Regions from separate parts of the Sus scrofa genome. Here region 2 is linked to region 1. Evidence: chromatin contacts called from public HiChIP or PLAC-seq data. All regions are on one chromosome and are shown on one strand. Each heading gives the region's core, a stretch centred on a gene start, on an enhancer-like site or on the middle of the called end of the contact. The rest is flanking DNA. Distances are from core to core; before and after follow the strand shown. Region 1 holds the start of GOLGA5 (golgin subfamily A member 5). Region 2 holds the start of ATXN3 (ataxin 3).

What was found. HiChIP or PLAC-seq counts read pairs in DNA pulled down with a chosen protein or histone mark.
Region 2: an H3K27ac HiChIP or PLAC-seq map of alveolar macrophages shows a contact between it and region 1. The contact joins the promoter of ATXN3 here to the promoter of GOLGA5 in region 1. A contact is called at or near these places in 1 of 47 Hi-C or Micro-C datasets (liver) and 1 of 2 datasets of contacts at active chromatin or transcription factors (alveolar macrophages).

What each region holds. Positions count from the first base shown.
Region 1 is chr7:114,235,635-114,238,334 of Sscrofa11.1, forward strand. It overlaps GOLGA5 (golgin subfamily A member 5), which reads left to right and starts at 1,425. Exons shown (of 13, transcript XM_013989218.2): 1 at 1,425-1,659.
Region 2 is chr7:113,644,345-113,647,044 of Sscrofa11.1, forward strand. It overlaps ATXN3 (ataxin 3), which reads right to left and starts at 1,428. Exons shown (of 11, transcript NM_001123081.1): 1 at 1,405-1,428. The coding sequence starts at 1,428.

The DNA of each region.
Region 1 (2,700 bases), core at 175-2,674:
TGGGCTCTACTTTGGTCACAAAGTGTGAGAGCTCCCCCTTCTGGTCTCCCAACTCTATCTAATGTAGGCTTGTTTCTTGATTTTTTACATCTCTGAGGGGAACAACAATGCCACCTACCACAGGATAATAACAGTACTTGCTTATGGCTAGTGTAAGACGTGAAACATGTCTAACATGTCTAACACTTAACACAATATACAGCACTCAATAAGGGCATAGGAACAATTAGAGGCTCTTATTATCATCATTATTATTTCTAGTGCTGCTGAGTTTTTCTGTTCACTGGACTGGGCTAAACCTGTCTTGAGAGGTGGAAAAGAAGGAGCTGTTAACACACCCAATATTTAATTTGGAGACAGTAAAACACTGTGCCTAAGGGAATAATGTGGATTCCTTATTAGGGCACGTGATCTTAGATAAGCTAACTTCTGAGGTCCTTGGGACTATGTTGTAGGCTTGTTATTTAGGCCAAATTAGTCCAACCTTGCACACAAAGTAGGTGCTGAGTATTCATTGCATTATTTTATTTTTAATTTTTTATTTTTTTTTAATTTTTTGGCTTTATCAAGGGCTGTACTTGAGGCATATGTAGGTTCCCAGGCTAGGGGTTGAATCAGAGCTACACCTGCAGGCCTATGCCACAGCAACACAGGCTCTGAGCATCATCAGTGACCTACACCACAGTTCACGGCAATGCTGGATCCTTAACTCACCCAGCAAGGTCAGGGATCCAACCCCCGACCTCATGGTTACTAATCAGATTCTTTTCCCTTGAGCCACAAGGGGAACTCCTTTTTTGAATTACTGAACGTGGATTTCAGACTCATTTCAAATATTCAGTGAACTGTGTGCATATACACAACTACAAGACTGCTGTACGGAAAGCCCTTTACTGGCCTTTTTCACTTTTGGGTCTCAACTCAGATGTCACCTCCTCAAAGAGAACTTCCCTGACCATAATATCATTTAAAGTACTTCCCCCACCCCCCATTATCTCGTCTTTACAGCTCTGGTGGCCCTGCAATCCTCCTGTTCATCCACTGGTTTACTTACTATACCCCTGCGACTAGAAAGCAAAATGCATAAAATCAAGGATCTTATTTTCTGTATTCCCACCTCCTGCCGTGGGCCTCAACATCGTCATATGAAAAACCAGAAGGGCCTAAGCTAAGTGCCTTAGAGGTAAGCACGGGCGGGTCTCAAGTCTCAAATTCCTTCCAGGAGGGGCACCGCCTCCGCCACTCACGTGGGCCGCACCGGGGCCCGCCCCCCGAAGGGCGTGGCTTGCAATGTTGTGTCGGCCGCGTGCAGGCCGTCGCCCGGGAGGCGAGCTACGTCACACGCACACAAGCCCTGCCCACCCCGTTTCTCGCCACGGGAGGAAAAGGGGCGTGGCCAGGCGCGAGGACCCCGAAGCCGCCGGTGCTGCCGCCTGAGTTGCCTTCAGCTGGCTGCTCTAGGTTCCCGGCCGCTCAGGCAGCTCGGAAGCCACTCTGTTTTGGGGTCCTCGCTGCTCTTCCACGTCTCCCGGAAGAGTAGCTGAGCCGCGGCTGGTGCGGGACTGGGTTTGCTCAGCCTGGGCCCGCTCCCGGCCGGCTGTTGAGGGGGCGGCCCGGGAGGGAAAGGAGGCCGCGCAGCAGCCGCTTCAGAGTCCTCAGGTGAGGCGGCGGCAAGATCCTAGTAGGCCGGATAGTTCCGCAGGGGGCGCGAACGGCATTAGGGGCGGGGGCGGCGTCATTTCAGCGGAGACTCTGGTCTCTCCGCCCCGCTGGGGCTGGGAAGGGGACCAGAGAGCCCCCTTGGGCCCCCATCGGCGTGGCTTTGTGCCCCCCTTTTTCTTCCCTTCCCCACCCCCAGCCTCGTTTGGCCGCTCTTCCCCCTCCAGAGGCTCAGCGAGTTGGGTGGGGGGCGAAGTAGGGGTCTGTATCCACTGACAGCGGACTTCTAGGGACCAGCCGGCGGACCGCAGTCTCCCTTCCTCTATGTTTATACTTGGCTTTCGTAACAGCCCCTGTCACCGCGGCCGTCCGACCCATCCCCATCCCACCCACACTCACCTTCTCTCCACTTGGGCCTGGACTGTTTACTGGGGGGAATTTCTTGAGGGCTCTGTACCTCTGAAGTCGGTTGGAGTTGTTTGTTCGTCCCCTGGGGCAAGTGCCCAGGGTCCATCTTCGTGTTTATTTGGGTAATCTAAAGGCACAGGCTTTTGTTTTAAGGCCCTTTAAAACTTTTAAAGTGGGAGGCAAGATATAAGGAATTAATAAGTATGTTTTGATTGCTTTCTTAGGAGAGATAATTTGTCCCCTAATTACCACCAACGTTTATTTGGGAATAATAAATCGTAGGGAGTTTTATATATCAAACATATCACTTACATTTTCATTTGCTTTCACCTAAACTCCTTGAAATAATACACGGGCATATAATCGTCCCGTTTTACAAGGAACAGGTTTAGAGGGTGAGTTTCTTCTTTAGGTTATTCAGATACTGGGAGGCTAGATAGGGGAGGAAGGAGTTAAAAAGTGAGCTTGGAGTTTACATCGTGGCTCAGGGGAAGCGAATCTGACAAGGATCCATGAGGATGCAGGTTCAATCCCTGGCCTCGCTCAGTGGGTCAAGGATCCGGCATTGCTGAGAGAGGTGGTGTAGGACGCAGGCTGGGATCTGGCGTTGCTGTATCTGTGGTGTAGTTTGGC
Region 2 (2,700 bases), core at 178-2,677, 590 kb before region 1:
TGTCTTCAATGTTGAAACATTTGGTCCTACACCAAAGCTTCTGAAAATCAGTCATTAAAATATGTCCACCCAGGGCTCTTCATCCAATCTCCTTAGCCAAGCAACTAAATTTCTCTGTCCAAGATTCATATGTCAGTTAAGTCAAAAGCCTAGTGATAACCATAACACTGAGGCCTTCCTTGCCTGCACATAAAAACTGGTCTATCCTAGTGCCAAAACTTACTGAAATATTTTCTCTAAAGAAAAACACTCCATAACAATTTGTTTGGGTTTATAATGCACTTCTTTTGTCTTTGATTGCTTTATACGAGTACCATGTGTGTGTATTTTCTTTTTTTTTTTAATATAATTTTTTTATTTTCCCACTGTACAGCAAGGGGGTCAGGTTATCCTTACATGTATACATTATAATTATATATTTTCAAATGGATAATCATTTACAATTATTTAACAAAACAAAATCCTTTTGCTCCGATTAAATAAGTCACATCAGCAACCCTTTCCAAACATGAAACTATTATGAAACAAGATATGAGCCAAAGTTGTCCTGAGGAAGCTGTCACTCACACCCAAGTGGTTTGATAATTGTATGCGAGAAAAGACGAGTTTCTCCACATGCCACATTATCTTCAAGTGCATGGTCATGGAAGAATCAAAGCAAAAGCAGGCTAGGCGGACAACAAAATTATTCCTATTCACCCTTGATATCTAATAAGAAAGCTGGCTTCCTGATCCAGAAAGATGCGACTACCAAAAGAAAAGAAACCCAAACATCTCGTAACAAAAACTCTTGTGACGACTTCCCCATTCAGGGGCGCCCAGGGTTTCCTACTTCACGTCCTTAAGTGTCACGCCCTCCATGGAACGAGACAAGGTCCCTGCTCCAGGGAGGCTCAAGGACCCGGTGCAGGAGAAGAATCTAAGTGTGTGGGAGAGTCCAACAGAGAATTGAGGAACCCAGAGAAGGAAAAGTTCATTCTTCCAAGGGGTAGGACTGGGAGAGTCGGGTGGAGTTGGAAAGGATGGAGGGAGGTGTCCGAGAGATGACCAGCTAGAAGCTGGTGGGGGAGAGGGACCGGAGCAGGAATCCCACGGAAAGTGGAGGGGAAGCGCAGAAGCCACCTCCTCTCTCGTGCTCCGAGGCGCCCCCACCCCGCCGGCCCTGCCCAGATTTCCTCCCGGATCCCCAGACCTCCCCGCCCAGGGCTCCTCGCGCACGGGCCTTAGGGGCGGAGGGTGCCATGGGGGCATCGCTGAAGCTCCCCAGCCGCTGAAGCTCCTCCCGCCCGGCGAGATGGGCTTGGGGGCGTCTCGGGCCCCACCAGCTCCCCGGGAGGCAGCGATGCCGCGCCCCATGCCAGCCGCCGCGCAGCAGACTGGTCCCCACCGAATGCGGACACTCACTTTTTCGTGGAAGATGGACTCCATGTTTATTTGTCTGGAGCCAACGGCCCCTTCGCCGAACCAGCCCCCTCCAGCTCCGCCCCCCGACCCCACCCCTCCGCCCACCCTGCCCCGCCCCGCCTCGGGCAGCCCCTGCCCGCGTGCCTCGCGCAGACCAATCACCCCCGAGGAGGCCAGTCACGTGGAGCGAAGAGAGGTGGGGGGAACGCCGGGGCGGTAAACGCGGGGGCACGTGACCTTTGTAGCCGCGTCCTCCCACCGCTTGTTATCTAGCCTTCCGGGGGATGCTGCAGCGCCCCCTGCTGTGTGGAGGGTCATCCTGGCTTGGCACCCATTGCTATGGATTCTCAGACTTCTAGGGGTCTGAATAAGGACCGCTGGCTTCTATGGTCTTGTTTTCCACTTTACCTTGTACTTTCTGTTGATCATATTTGCATACAGTTGTTTAATATCTTTCTCCTCCTCCCCCAAAGACTGTGGTTGCATCACTTGATACTAAACACTTGTGTAAAAGTGAGAGTGAATATCTATGTAGGTTTTATTCTTGTAAGGGTGGGCACTTTTATAAGTGATTTGCATATATTAAGGAAGTTAATACAGCAACCTTTGATGTAACGTTATTATCCCTATTCTACACATGAGGAAACGGAGGCGTTGGAGAAAGTAAGAACAGCAAAACTAATAAGTCCATTCTCCTTATTGCTAGTGTAAATTTTCTGGCACTGAAGAGGAAGCATTGGTTCTGGAAGGTGAAAAATCCAGGAAAGTGTTGGGCGGGGGGTAGCTGAAGGAGTCGGACAAGAGTGGATCTTGCATCTCGAAACCAGGTTAAGGAACGTGTGCTTTTTAAAAGGCAGCAGGGGAGTTCCCGTGGTGGCGCAGTGGTTAACGAATCCGACTAGGAACCATGAGGTTGAGGGTTCGATCCCTGCCCTTGCTCAGTGGGTTAAAGATCCCGCGTTGCGGTGAGCTGTGGTGTAGGTCGCAGACGCGGCTCGGATCCCGCGTTGCTGTGGCTCTGGCGTAGGCCAGTGGCTACAGCTCCGATTCGACCCCTAGCCTGGGAACCTCCATATGCCGCGAGAGCGGCCCAAGAAATGGCAAAAAGACAAAAAAAAAAAAAAAAAAAAAAAGGCAGCAGGGAGCTAGATAAGGGTTTTAAGAGAAGAGACAGGCTCAAATTTGCATTTTAGGATGACCACAGAAGAGAGCCATTACGGTCAAATGAAACTTGGGAGAGGTGGTGGTGTTTGGCCTAGGGCGGTGACTTGGAGTTGGAGAAAGACCATTTTGAGA